Regions from separate parts of the Macaca mulatta genome. Here region 1 is linked to region 2. The links are chromatin contacts, called in public Hi-C maps. All regions are on one chromosome and are shown on one strand. The core of a region is the stretch at or near the end of the contact, and the rest is flanking DNA. Distances in the headings are between cores, read along the strand shown.

Region 1 (2,700 bases), core at 42-2,541, 280 kb before region 2:
TTGGCTAATGGTGTTATTATTCCATAAGTCCTTGGTTTGAATCTTCGTAAATACAGGAAGTTTCCCGCCAAAATTTTTCTCTACACTTGCTAAAACAGAAACCCCAAACATAAAATACTCAAGGGCGAAAAGAAAAGGACAAAGTGATATAGATTTAGATCCAGATCTAAATATAGATCTATAGATCTATCTATCTAAAATGTTTTGGAAGACAATCTGATGTGAAGGAATCTGGAGAATTTTCCCTAAGCGTCTGGGACAAAAATTAAAAACAAATGTATACAAAAAAAAAAAAAAAAACTTACTGTATTCTTATCTAGTGCAATTCAGTAAGAGCCCAAAATAAGGATCTCCACATTCAGTAAAGCCTTTTTATACAAACTAAAAGGTTCACCAGGCCATTGTGTTGTTTTAATGTCTCCACCAGGCAACCAGGCAGTGAGAAACCCAAACTCCTGTGTTTTCTCTCCTCTCCGGGAAGCTTTATTTCCTTCGGGCAGAGTGGCCTCTGTACGGGTGGCTCAGAGCCATCCATTTTCCTCCCCAAATCCTATTACCAAAATGTCTTTTAAACACTCAGGTAAAAGCGTCTACGTGACTTTCCTATGGCAGTCCTATGTGCGTAGATTTACGGGTGACTAGGCGGAGCAAAAACGAATAAAACTGCTTCTCAGAAGACAATTTTCAACATGGGACGCCAAAAACTGGACAAAAACGTAAAGGCCCACTTAAAAGGCTCTCCTCCCAGTTTAGGATGCTCATTTACAAAGAGCAGGTCCACTGGTTCCTGGAGAAGGACCTAGAGGAAGGGTCCCGACCGGGGCGGGGGGGCGGGGGGAGAGCAGGCGCAGAGCAGACCCCGAGGGCCGCCCAAGAGGCTGTAGCGGGCGCAGGCGTGGCAGGGCAAAGGCAGCAGGCGGAGGAGGCCGCGGACTCACACAGGTGGCGGGCAAGGCTTCGCGGGGTTCCGAGGGGCCTCGACCAGAATCGGCAGGAAAAATGCGCGCAGAGTTAAGATGACCAGCGAGTAGCGGAAAGGGGAAGGGACGGTGCAGGGAAAGGCATGCGATGGGAGCGGGGTGGCTTCCAGTTTTCCTTTCTCTCTCCTCCAGTAACTCACCAAGGAAATCTCATTGAGAAGACGGGGAAAATGAAAGGAAATGTGGAAGCAGTTTCCACGAAACGCTAAAGCCGATACAGGAGACGGAGCACCGTACCTCCGGCTAGTTCCCCGGTCCCGCCCCCGCGCAGTGGACTCTGCCTGTGCCTGCGGCGGCCAGCGTACCTCCGCTCCACGCCCACGCCAGGAGCAGCCTCGCGCAGGGCACGTGACCTCCTCTCTCACTGTAGCCTATCCAAGCACTCCGAGCTCCTCGGGCTCCTCCCCTTCCTCGTCCCGCTGGCGGCCTTGGCCGTGCGTCCGCTTGGTCTCAGCCGATCGCTCCGCCCACACCGGGATTGGGGCCTGCTCACAAAAACGTTATTGTGTCACGCCTGCGCACCAGCTGCGCTTTGCTGTGTCTGCAGTAGGGTTTTTCTTTTTCCCCAGATACACAGAGATAGAAAAGAGCAGTTTTTAAGGGGACACCATTTTCACCCCGTTAACTTTCAAAGGCACGTAAAAACAGTGGCTTCCAAATGAGCTTCTCCAGTAGAAGGCGATACAGAAAGAGGGGAGACCTAGTTTGCAGTGCCGCCGTGTACTTCCTCGTTGCCTAGTAACGGTTTCCACGGCAACCGCAGAGTCAACGACGCTTAGCAATCCCGGGAGAAATAGGGTGTTTTCTTCCCGAGAGAGGACTGCTAAGAGAGGGTCAAAGGGGGGACGATGTGAAGGAGAGAAACTGGTCCTTGAGAAGGCGAAGAAGTAAGAAAGGGGAAGCAGTGAAGAAGGACAGAGATACTGGGACAGGGAGAAAAAAGCTGAGAATAGCTTTTAAGGAGTCATTTGGTGACCATGGATCCAACGTGCCCTTCTGAGTGCATTTATAACCTCATACCCAGTGACTTGAAGGAGCCTCCCCAGCCTCCTAGGTATGTGGATAAGCAAAGACCATCACTTGAAACAAGAATGGGGAATAGTCAGTATTAATTAAACATACATATACTGGGATTTTTAATAATAAAATGTATTTATGCCTCGATGAAGTAGCCTTGGAGGATAACTTGTTAGAGAAAAGGTCGAAATATCTAGGTATTTAGCATCTCACAGTTTTACAGAGAGGGCAGTCCGGCGCTGTGAGATGACCATTTGATTATATTACACTTAACCTCTTATTAATACTGCATATGATTATTGTGTAATTTAATTATATGTGATATGTATACAACATAGCACGAAGTTTCATGTTGTTGAAAAGAGAAAAATAACAATTCTGTTACCTTATTTAAGTATACTTGATGTTTGGTTTCAGGAGTTCGGTGTTGTATTTCTAACTGCACTACTTCTCCCTCTCTAATGGGATAGTACTTATCTTTCCCCCCAAGATTTTTATGAAATATAAATTTACATTTGCTCTTGAACCTCAGGTTTTTGATCAGTGAAACGAAATATCTACTACTATTAGGCAGTTTCTAAGGACTTTTTCAGATCTAATGGTTTAATGGAAGAAAGACTTGGTGGATAATGAACCAAAAAATATGTAATTGAGTTGAAATTTTACATAGGTCTTAGAACCTCTTATATTCTCCAAATCTCAA
Region 2 (2,700 bases), core at 9-2,508:
AGGTGACAAACGCTGCCTCCGACTGCGAGCAACTCCCCTCCAGACCCGCGAGGTTCGGAGCCGGGGAGCCACCTCCCAGGAGCCGGGCGGGGTGGGAAGGGGAGGCCGAGGGGGCGGTGGCCTTCACCTGGGGGCGGGGAAGAGGGCGGAGGGAAGCCTGACTAACCAGTCCCTGATTGGCTCGCGTTCTCCCATCGTGTCTCCCGATTGGACAATTTGCAGCGGGAGATGTTGTGAGGCGCGGTGGGGCGGAGCAAGCTGCCGGGGTCTGTGACAAGGCCCGGGAGCTGGGTGGGGAGGGAGGCGGTTGTGCCGCGGCTCCGGAGCGGCTGTGACCTGAAGTGTGGCGGACAGAGAAGCGCAGCAGCCTCTTCACAGTTCCGCTAGCCGCGCCAAATTCGCTCAGTCGCTCTGCAGAATTTATAAAAGGGAAAGAACTGAATGAGCAACGCTTGGCTAACTTCCCCCTTCCCACCACAGGAAGAGATTTTGCTGTGAGGCGTGAAGGGACACTCCCTTATCTGCAAGTCCCACGTCTGGTCGCAGCTTCATTGCCTGCCCGCTGCAAAAAAGGGGGGGCACAATTTGCCAGTCCCCGTCCCCCGGTCTAGGACCTTTGATCCCTCGAGTCTGCAGATGTCGCTGTTATAGGCTTGTCCCCCTCTCCACCCCAGACGCCTACCACCAGGTCTCCTTCCCCGGGAGCAAGCCCATCCCTGGACGCTGCCACTCAGCGCTTGGGAGACTGCAGGGGCGGGGAGGGTTGTGTGTGCCTGGTTTTGGGGTGCTGGGGGGCGAGGGCTTGTAGGTCCCGCGACCCACGGGGAGGGGGCAGGCGAGCACCCCCCTCCGGCCTCCGGGTAATCCCCCTTCTCCAGCGTCGGTTCCCCGGGCCCGTGTTATTCAAGACAGAAAATATTCAGCCCCAGAGCCTCCCCTGGGGAGGGGAGGGGAAGGAGGTGGAGTGGGAGGAGGTGGATCCAGGGAGGAAGAAGCGAGAAATCCGCCCCCGGGAAACAGCTCCGCGCGGCCGCGGAGCGAGGCGCTTCTGTCACTTGGCGTTCGCGGGCGCCGGAGCGGGGCCCCGGCCCGGCCCGGCGAGGCGAGGGGAGAGTCCGGCGGCCGCCGCCCCGCCCCACGCCCTCCCGCGGCGGCCGAGAGCCCGGGGCCGGCCGGGGCAGGTCGCGGCGGTGCCTGGGAGCGGCCGGCCGGGGGCGGCGGCCTCGGAGCGCGGCGGCGGCGGCGGCGGCGGGCAGCGCGGGATCGTCCTGCTGCGGGGTCCGGCTCACGCCGGGCGGGGCGCGCTGTCCCGGAGCCGGCCAGCCCGGTGCGGATCCACTCGTCCCGCTTCCTCTGGTGCGTGTCTGGTTTCTTTTCCGTCTCAGCCGGGAGGGCGCCGCGCTCGCGGGCCGGGGTGAGCCCGGCTCGCCGCAGGCTCTCTCCCTTCCCGCCACCTCAGGCCACCCGGCCTGGCGCTGGCTTGGGGCGGGAGGGAGCCCGCGGCGGGCGCCCGGCGGGGGCGGAGGGGCCGCGCCCGCGTGTGCAGAGCGAGGGCGGGCGGCGGGGCGGAGGGAAGGGCACAAAGGCCGGCGGCGGGCGCCGGGGTCCGGCCGGCCGGCCTTGGAGGAGGGGCGCCCGGGGCCGCTCATGAATATTAACCGAGCCTGCGGCCTAGCGCGTCCCGGCCGGGCCCGGCGCCCGGCCCGCGTCCCCGCTCCAGCTCGCCGCCGCGCTTTGGCCGCCTGGCCCGAGCGGGCGGGAAGGGTAAGGCCCCCGGTTTTGTCTCGCCCAGGGGCTCCTAGCACCTTTGAGAAAGCCCATATTGGGGCCGCTCTCTTTGGGAGCTGGAGGTCTCCGACCCGCCTCAGGAAGGGGCGGGGGAATCGTGGGGGAGGTGGGTGGTGGTTTGCTTTTTCCTAGTTTTTTTCCCCCCTAGGTGGCCACAGGGGAAGGAAAGCCGTGTCGAGTTGTAGTTGGGGGAAAAGCCGTGACTTCAGAGTTGCTCGAGTGTGGCTTCGGAATCATGCCCCGGAGCGGGATTGGCGCCCGCGTCCCACCCGCGGCCGCGCACGCCTCCCCGGCCGTCCCCGGCCGTCCCCACCCAGCCCCGCCGCGGGCCAAGGAAAACAGCCGCCTCCTCGGGGACGCCGGCCGGGGCGGAGGGGCGGAGGGGCGGCGCCCGAGTCACCCGGAGACGCCGCCGAGCCCACGCCGGCCCCAGCCAGGCTGGCTTTGTGCTTGAGTTTTTGGGGGGCGGAGGGGAACGAGGAGGGGGCTTGAAAAGTGTGATCCCATTTCAACCTCGTGGGGGAGAAAACTTCCCCGAAGTGTCCCTGTCTGGGTGATGCAGAAAAGAACGTGCACAGCCCTCTGCTCTGCCCAGGAAAGACATGAATTAAAATGCACTTGAATGGGGAACGATTTTCTTGAAGGCTGCATAACAGCCAGGTGTGTTTGATGTGTTTGACGCAACCGCTGGGCAGTTTTGAGATTTTTCTTTTTTAAACACCCCCTCGAATTTATAGGCTTTTTGTTTGTTTACGTTAAAAAATTTTTTTTTTGTTTTGTTTTGTTAGGGAGGAAACGCGAACTTGGTGTGGACTTGTGGGCAAGACAGTGATAGGCGCCTGGAGAAAGTTCACGCCCTTTAATTTCTCCTTTTCCTAGGATCTCTCTGGGAGCTGACACTCGAGCCTTCAC

The links. A called contact is a pair of places that touch in the nucleus more often than the background predicts.
Region 1: a Hi-C map of liver shows a contact between it and region 2, with 2.4 times the contacts expected there. The contact joins the promoter of THNSL1 here to the promoter of ARHGAP21 in region 2. A contact is called at or near these places in 2 of 14 Hi-C or Micro-C datasets (fetal cortex germinal zone and liver).

Annotation. Positions count from the first base shown.
Region 1 is chr9:26,450,923-26,453,622 of T2T-MMU8v2.0, reverse strand. It overlaps THNSL1 (threonine synthase like 1), which reads right to left and starts at 1,291. Exons shown (of 3, transcript NM_001266425.1): 1 at 1,218-1,291. All of the region lies in intron 2 of ENKUR (enkurin, TRPC channel interacting protein), which reads left to right.
Region 2 is chr9:26,170,740-26,173,439 of T2T-MMU8v2.0, reverse strand. ARHGAP21 (Rho GTPase activating protein 21) reads left to right here and starts at 1,258. Exons shown (of 25, transcript NM_001261285.1): 1 at 1,258-1,356; 2 at 2,668-2,700.